2 separate regions of the Mus musculus genome follow, and region 2 is linked to region 1. A link is a contact called in public Hi-C data. All regions are on one chromosome and are shown on one strand. Each heading gives the region's core, a stretch centred on a gene start, on an enhancer-like site or on the middle of the called end of the contact. The rest is flanking DNA. Distances are from core to core; before and after follow the strand shown.

Region 1 (3,778 bases), core at 541-3,040:
TGCGGTTTTGTGGTTGAAAGTGTAGGATGAAACACCTCCGGCCCGGGGTCTCTGAGTGACCCCAGTCCCTGTCCTTTCCTACCGCCTTTCGCCTCCCCCCCCCCCAAGCTCTGTTCATCCACAGAGGGCCCAAGGGGCAGCGGGAGGGCGCATGTAACTGTTGGATGTGCCCTCCACGACGTGCTAGGACATCACCTCTCTCTGCCTTCAGCTGTGGCAGGGCCTGGAGTGCTTTTTCTCCATTGAGGGAATCCTGTAGTTAGCACCAGCTACCCTCGCTGCTCTGTACAAGTGTCTCACGGAAAGTCACAGAGGTGGCCATTGGGACTCTTTAAAAGGTGGCCGTGTCTGGACCTGGCTTCCAAGAATGGGCTTCTCCTTTAAGGTTTTTTGAACCAGTGTGAAATGAAATAGGACAGAGAGGCCTCAGCACCTCCCTGAAACCCTTCCCGGTCTCCTACAGCCCTTGCTCTATCTCGCCTCTGGTTAGAAATAACTTGTATACCTGAGGACGCTTTACCCTGAGCACCTAGTCCTCCATCCGGTCTGCACAGGAGAACGTCCCAGCTCCTTGGGTTCCGCTGCTCCTCATCTGGAGCTCCTTGCCCTCCTCATTCCACGTAACTAAGTCTTGCCTGCTCTTCAAAGCCAGTGCAAATGCCAGCCCTTCTCCAAGGTCTTCCCTGCCCAGCCAGCCAGAAGTTATTTTCTGCAGCATTCAGCTCTGAATGGCATTGGGACTAGCTGGCACTCAGGGTCTGTCTGTCCTTGGGAGGTCTCCCGTCTGCTGGGGCACTCTCCGTGGCAGGGCCTGGTCACAAGCACCTTTCCTGGTGTCCCTGCAGACTTGACCTTGGGAGTTTTGCATCCTCTCCCTCTCCCCAGGCTACCGATACGTGATTCTGGACATCCCCCTCCTGTTTGAGACCAAGAAGCTGCTCAAGTATATGAAGCACACAGTGGTAGTGTACTGGTGAGTGTGAAGCGGAGCCTGGCGCATGGGGGCCGGGAAGGACCTTAGAGTAAGGTGTACCTGGAAAACATCCCTGTACACCTTTCTCAGGGGGTGGCCAAAGCACTAAGTGGGTTGGGGTAGTGTTGCCCAAGCAAGCCTACAGACACCAGCCTTTGTATCTGGTCCTGACGCACCTGGGGTGGGTGTGAGTAAGAGCGGCCCAGGCTTCTGTGGTGTTTGGGAAGGGTTCTCCCTGCTGGCTGTTGGAGACATTTCAGTTGGGCTGCCTGGGTTTGCTTCTGGCCACCCTGTTACTCACTGGCTCCCTTCTTCCTCCTAGAGCAGGTCACATATTTTCTTCTTCTTTTTTTTTTTTAATTTTTAATTTTTTGGTTTTTCAAGACAGGGTTTCTCTGTGTAGCCCTGGCTGTCCTGGAACTCACTTTGTAGACCAGGCTGGCCTCGAACTCAGAAATCCGCCTGCCTCTGCCTCCCGAGTGCTGGGATTAAAGGCGTGCGCCACCACTGCCCGGGGTGTCACATATTTTCAAACAACTTCTTTAGCGTGAAGTACTCATGGCAGGGGCACTGGTGACTTAGAGAGGTAACATGGAAGTGGAGGCAGTTGGAAACTTTGTTGAAGATCATCCATTGGTAGCACCCAGAACAGAGCTGTGGAGGCAGCTGTCAGAAGCCACCCGAGGAAGGAGCTTCATTCTCAGATTCCCCCAGGACAGGAAGAAAATCAGAATTCAGGTTTGGCAAACAGGAGAATCAAGCTGCCAGAGAAATGAGTCACACAGTCCCTTCGGGTGAGAGTGGATGAGGCTGCAGGGCGTGTCTGCTTTCCAGAGACTTCCCAGATGTCATCCACAAGTGTGGCAGACACATAGGTGGGCCTTGGGTCTGCAGGCATTTTCAGCACAAGGTGGTTCTCAAGGGGTTGGTGTGTGGGAGGCTCCTCGTACACGGAAAGGCTCGCTCGTGCCTGAGGGCTGCCTTACCCTCACCTCAGGTGTCTCAGCTCAGCCTGAATCCCCCGAGCCTGGTACTGGGATGCAGACATCCTATCAGGTCCTCCCCAGGGCTGGGCTTCCCTGTGTAAACTTCAGTCTCCCTGGCTCGTCTTGTTTTTAGTGGCTATGACTATAGAACCCAGAGCTTTGCATATGTTAGCAAGTGCTCTGAAAGCTAAGCTATATCCCTGCCCTGTCTGGGTTCTTTATTCTGTTGTAGAGGATACCAGCTGAGCCCAGGAGGGCCCTGTGAAGTCCTCGGATTTTCTGTGCCTTAATAACAAAGTTAGGGGACTGGAGGGATCGCTTAGCATTTAAGAGCACTTGCTGTTCAGAGGACCCAGCCTCCACATGGTAACTCACTACATCCTTAACTCCAGCCCCGGGGAATCTGACTCCTTTTGGCTTCCAAGCACACACCTGATGCCCTTACATACATGTAGGCAAAAACGCTCAGAAAACAAAGCTCTTAAAAAACTGTATGTAGGGACGGAAGAGGAATGTTAGACTGCTTGCTAGTCACCAGGAGGAGCTATACCTTGTGAGGCCGCCTGGAGTTCTTCCTACAGAGACTGGACCTGTGTGATCTGTGATGCTTCTGAGAAGACAGGGGAGGAGTAAAGGAAAACACAGCCATAACAGAATCAAGTGTCACCGTCACAGCCCGAAGCCCGGGCCTCTCTGTTCTGCACCACACTTTTGGGAGGGTGGGTGTACTTCCAAGCAGCTGACAGCCGTCTCCATTCTCCTTCAGGCTCCCCAGCCATAGACGTGTGGCATTTAAAGCTTGCGTCCTCTGTAGTGAGGTTGGCTTTCATAGAGAAGGCTCCTCTCATGTCTGGCTCTCTTCTGTTTTCTCTGGTTGCAAATAAAGGCCTGGAATGGTAAAAATTGTCCCAAGGAAAACTCAGGCTGATTGGCAGGCAGAAAGGCCTAGATCGTGGAGAACAAGGGCTACAGCCCTCTCTCCTGCTCTTGTCAGAGGTCTACTGGTTGATAGGACGAGGGGCCCTGCTGTATAGGACTTGTCACCGTTCTGTGTGGCTACAAGAGAGGGAGTCTCCTAAGGGAAGGTGCTGCCTTGGCCTCTGTTCCAAATTGGGCCAGACCTAGCTGCCCACTGCTGAATCTTGCCCTGGAGAGGGAGGCTGGGATCCATGGTCACGTTTGCTCTGCCCTCAGTGACCGTGATACACAGCTGGCGCGGCTGATGAAGCGGAACAACCTGAACCGGGAGGATGCAGAGGCGAGGATCAACGCCCAGCTGCCCCTGAAGGACAAGGCCCGCATGGCCAATCACGTTCTGGACAACTCGGGCGAGTGGAGCCTCACCAGACGCCAGGCCATCCTCCTGCACGCCAAGCTGGAACGCTCCATGGAGTATCTGCCGCTGCGGCTTGGGTTCCTGACGGGCCTCGCAGGCATCGCCAGTCTCCTCTACCTGCTCACCCGTTACCTCCTCCCTTCCCCCTAGCTGGGTACACCCAGGCAGCAAGCCTTAGGCTTCCTTCTCCTTGGAGGCCTGAGTTAGGTACCATGTCCACAACACTACAACTCTCTTGACTCTGAGACTGGCCCCTGCGGTGGGGCGGCTTTGGAGTGTAACCAGTCTGGGACTCAGCAAAAGAAGCCCACTACCCCCCGCGCCCCACACACACACACCGACACCCCACCCCACCCGAGCCCTACCATTCCTAACTACCACTGCAGAACAACATCCATGGTGGCAGGAAACCAGCGGTTAGCAGGCTCTGCGGCTCTCCCTATGGTTACGACTGTGTAGCCAAAAGTGTCTTGGGCTTGAACC
Region 2 (3,847 bases), core at 1,175-3,674, 110 kb before region 1:
TTGCCTGTTCCAGGCATCCCTAGGAGGCAGAGGTCCATGAGAAGTCTGGGTGACAGATGAGGCATTTGTACCCTGCAGGAGGGGAGCTCACCACTTGTAACGTCCAATGGGGTCCCAGAACCCAGGCCGGGGGACCAGGCAGGGCCCCATGGTAGCCTGCTTGTAGTAGCTGTAGAATCGCAGCATCTCTTCATAGGAGGGGCGGTAAGAGCCTGAGCAGAGGGTTGGGAAGGGGAGGGTACCTCATCAGCCCCAGGTCCAAAAGGGAGGAGGCTGCACCTTGGAAGGGCAAAGGTGGCCCCGGATTTCACTCATAGCATCTAAGACAGGAAGCAGAGGGGACCCCACCACAGCCTAGGGAGGAACTTGTTTGTCAACATTTGCAGGGTACAGGCCCAGTTTCATCTCATCTCGGGGTCGGAGCCCAACCATCGTGAACCCTAAAATGCTGATCTGTACAGGCTCACCATTCTTAGGCAGGTTCTGAATGACGCTGACTGCTGCCTGGAACTGTTTTTGACAGTCGGGCTCTTCCTTCTCGGTACCCATGCTGCTTCGAGCTCTGGAGCCCTACTTTGAAGCGACTCTGCAAGAGTGAGTGTCAATGTGACCAGGCTTCATGGTCCACGGTGGCATCCTAAGTAAGCCACCGGACCGGTTCCCAGAGGGGCAAACTTAGTCCTAAGAACGGATCGCTATCCCAGGAGGCCAGAAGTTGAGCTGAGAAGGCTCCTTCTCCTACCTCAAGGCAGCGCCAATGAGGCCAGGGTGGCGAGGACCACCAACTTGGCCATGAGTGGGAGGGGAGGCAGGTGGCAAGGGTCTCAGAGCCACGTACGTCCCCGGATGCACCTCTCTAGACACCCATTTCCAATTCCTGAACAGGCGAATCAGCGAACGAGGAGGAGTCAGGATGGGACGAACAGCCTTCAACCCTGGCTCCCCGCGCCCCAGCCTCTCACTCACCCCTAGGCGCCCACTGCCAGGACACCAGGGTCCTCTTCTCATCACTCACCAGAGGCTTCCGATTGACCTCTTGTTCCAGAGGGGCAGGGATAGGGCGGGATACAGAGCTAGGAGAAAAGCCAACCAGAGGCACCGTTTCGTATTGGTCTTTTATACCCTAACCAGTAAGGAAGGCTCTTTCAAGATTATGCAAATAATGCTATCCTGCCTCGCCCAGCCAGGCGGGGCTAATTTATGGGTGGCACTCCGCACCGCGCGACAGCCCGAGGCGGGCTGCAGCGCCTCCCGGTGGACACACTGATGGTCGCAGAGTCCTCGCGCCCCCTGGTGGAAACCCACGGGAGTGGGTTGATTGATGCGGGCTCCGCCTGTCCGAGGCACCTCGACTCAGCTCTTGGAACACGTCTACGCTGGCAATAGAGGAGAGTCCTGGAGCCCGGCGTTCCGCAGAAAGGACACTGGAGCTGAGTTTTGGAAAAAGTAAGAGTGAACCAGAAAAATAACAACAAAAAAAAGGAACACTCCTGGAAGGAATCAAGAGATCAAGCAGAGGCGAAGGTTTGACAAATAGTAAGCAAATTTAAGATCGCAGTGGTGATGGGGACTTAAGCTAGTATGAAGAATTGTCGGGACTTGGATAAATGAGGAAAGAATACAGCGGGACAAGTAGATGGAGATTCTAGGACCCGAAACTCGCTACTTTTAGCGTGGGAAGCCTGGCTGTAGGTCGCGTCCAAGTGACAATATTCGACCAGCTCGCTGCCCCTATCCAAAGCTCGTGCTTGAAAGCCACATGCACACTCCACCCTTTCGCATTCACAAGGGTACGTCTAACACTACACCGGCACCCGTACAAGGAGGTTTTCCTTGGCTGACGTCATCAACACCTTGGCAGAGTGTTGTGCAGATCCCTTGACCAAGGATGGAGTGTCGCTCTGGGGTACCAAGCTTCTGGAACTCTAAACTTAGTCTCATCTTAGTCTTCAGATCGGTTGGCCGCAAGGCATCCACCTTTGAGGACTGGCTATTGGCCCCGAGCCCGGAGATTAATTCATGACGTCACTGCCCGAGCCTCTCGTCCCCATTCCTGCGCAGCTCTGCTTCAGAATTCTATGGGTTTCCTCCGTACTAGGACCCTGTGGCCCGGGACGATCTCCTATAGATCTGTCCCTTGTCTGGCTCCCTAAGGGACCCGGCTAAGGTGGATGGACTAGGGTCCTGAGTTCCCAGAAAAAATGTGTCTGCGCCGGAGGACAAACCTATCCCTCCGGGAAATTCAATTCCCTTCAACAGGGACTCTGGCCAATGGTAGAAAGGAGATCCGGGGACCTCTAAGGAAATGGAAAGACCGACTCACTAGTAGGGGCGAACGCGTAGACACCAGGGCGCGCAGCTCCAGGCCTGGGGTCCCGCAGGCGCCTCGCACCGCCTAAGTTCGGCCTCGCTCCGCCCACCTCCACCTCGTCCCTCCCTCTCTCCCTCCTCCCGAGGTCTCCTCCTCCTGACTCCTAGGGCGCCGCTAAGTTTCTTAGCTCCGGACCGCGCCGCGGGCTGTGTTCCCGTTGCCCGGTTCTCACGCACAGATCCCGGGCCTGGCCCTGGGCCCTTCGAGACCATGCTGTGCGGTGGCTGGAAAAGGAGTCGCCGCTCGCCGGAGGAATCCCGGGTGTCCGCCCAGGTCGCAGCGCCCCTCGCGTTCCCGCCCTCGCCCGCGTCGTCGGACAGCAGCACCAAAAGGCCTGGGCTACGGGCACTGAAGAAGATGGGTCAGTGACACACAAGGATGGGTCCGGGTGGGCGCGCACTGTCTCTAGGGACAACCTGGACGGAGCGGGGTGTACGGGCCACCTGGTTTGCCAGGGTGCTTGGAATTGGGGAGGATCTGACCAGGAGCACCAGCACTGTTCCAGTTGGGGTTCACACCTGGGGTCATCAGACTTCCAGGCTGTTTTAGAAGGCTTGGATGCCCCCGGTGCATTCTCACCGGGAGGCGCTCGCGGGGCCGTGCTGGGGTGAGAATTTGGGACTCGGGGCATGGATAGGGTTGCTGGAGAGTGAGGAGAATGGACTGAGAGATAAAGCTTGGAGTTAGGTTGGGGATGTAGCTCAATCGGTAGAGCTCTTAGCTCTGGGTTAGATCCCCAGTATCACAACGACTTACTGTTGTTAATCTCCCAGCACTGGCGAGGTGTCAGTAGGAGGATCAGGAGTTCAAGGTCATTCTCTGCTACAAAGTAAAGTGTGTGTGTGTGTGTGTGTGTGTGTGTGTATGAGTCTGGGGTCTATGAGACTCTGTTTCAAAAAAAAAAAAAAAAATACAATGCCAGGCAGTGGTGGCGCGCGCCTTTAATCCCAGCACTCGGGAGGCAGAGGCACGCGCACGCGGAGGTACGTACATTCATCTCCCAAGTGCTACTTGAGGTCTGTGGGCATCTTACAGCACCTGCTGTTCTTGATCCTGAGGGGCTGTTTACAGATGGCCTCTGCGAGATTCTAGACACCCAAGCCAGCCCTGTAACCCTCAGGTCTTCTCTGCCAGCAGTAACAAAGCCCTGGCAAGACCCGGGGCAATGGTGCGAAACAGTCCAGCTTCCTATTTCAGAGGTGAGAGGGAAGTCACTAGTCTTCAAGGAGCCCTCGAGTCGGCTCAATACCGCTGTGGTTTGCAGGTGTGGTGCTAAGCTCACCTTCCTGAGGTAGGTGTCCTGCACCCCATTTCACAGAGGAGGAAACTGACTCAGACATCAAAGAATCTAGTCGGGGCCACTCAGACTGTGTGCCATCCCAACCTACACGCTCAGAGTCTCGGCAAAATGGGACTCCCTGGGCTTGAACAAGGAGCATTTTATAAACTGTGAAGTGCAGGAAACTGAAGTGGTTT

The links. Hi-C and Micro-C count contacts between places; a contact is called where the count stands out from the background.
Region 2: a contact with region 1 is called in a Hi-C map of the N1E-115 cell line, with 4 times the contacts expected there. The contact joins the promoter of Acbd4 here to the enhancer-like site in region 1. A contact is called at or near these places in 1 of 484 Hi-C or Micro-C datasets (the N1E-115 cell line), 1 of 115 datasets of contacts at active chromatin or transcription factors (microglia) and 2 of 9 other capture datasets (adipose tissue and liver).

What each region holds. Positions count from the first base shown.
Region 1 is chr11:102,994,548-102,998,325 of GRCm38.p6, reverse strand. Dcakd (dephospho-CoA kinase domain containing) reads left to right here. Exons shown (of 5, transcript NM_026551.3): 4 at 886-973; 5 at 3,154-3,778. The coding sequence ends at 3,445. Gm34620 (a long non-coding RNA gene) reads right to left here. Exons shown (of 4, transcript XR_389059.4): 4 at 1-2,847. Among named protein-coding and RNA genes, the nearest start is that of Mir6931, 3.5 kb to the left of the region's middle. Within about 2 kb of position 1,790, at least 47 of the 459 cell types and tissues checked have an H3K27ac peak or open chromatin away from gene starts, as enhancers often do. A contact at or near this core is called in the N1E-115 cell line, where this site is marked.
Region 2 is chr11:103,100,265-103,104,111 of GRCm38.p6, reverse strand. It overlaps Acbd4 (acyl-Coenzyme A binding domain containing 4), which reads right to left and starts at 2,424. Exons shown (of 11, transcript NM_025988.2): 1 at 2,324-2,424; 2 at 1,016-1,430; 3 at 468-586; 4 at 92-212; 5 at 6-19; 6 at 1-4. The coding sequence starts at 549. Plcd3 (phospholipase C, delta 3) reads left to right here and starts at 2,454. Exons shown (of 15, transcript NM_152813.3): 1 at 2,454-2,732. The coding sequence starts at 2,582.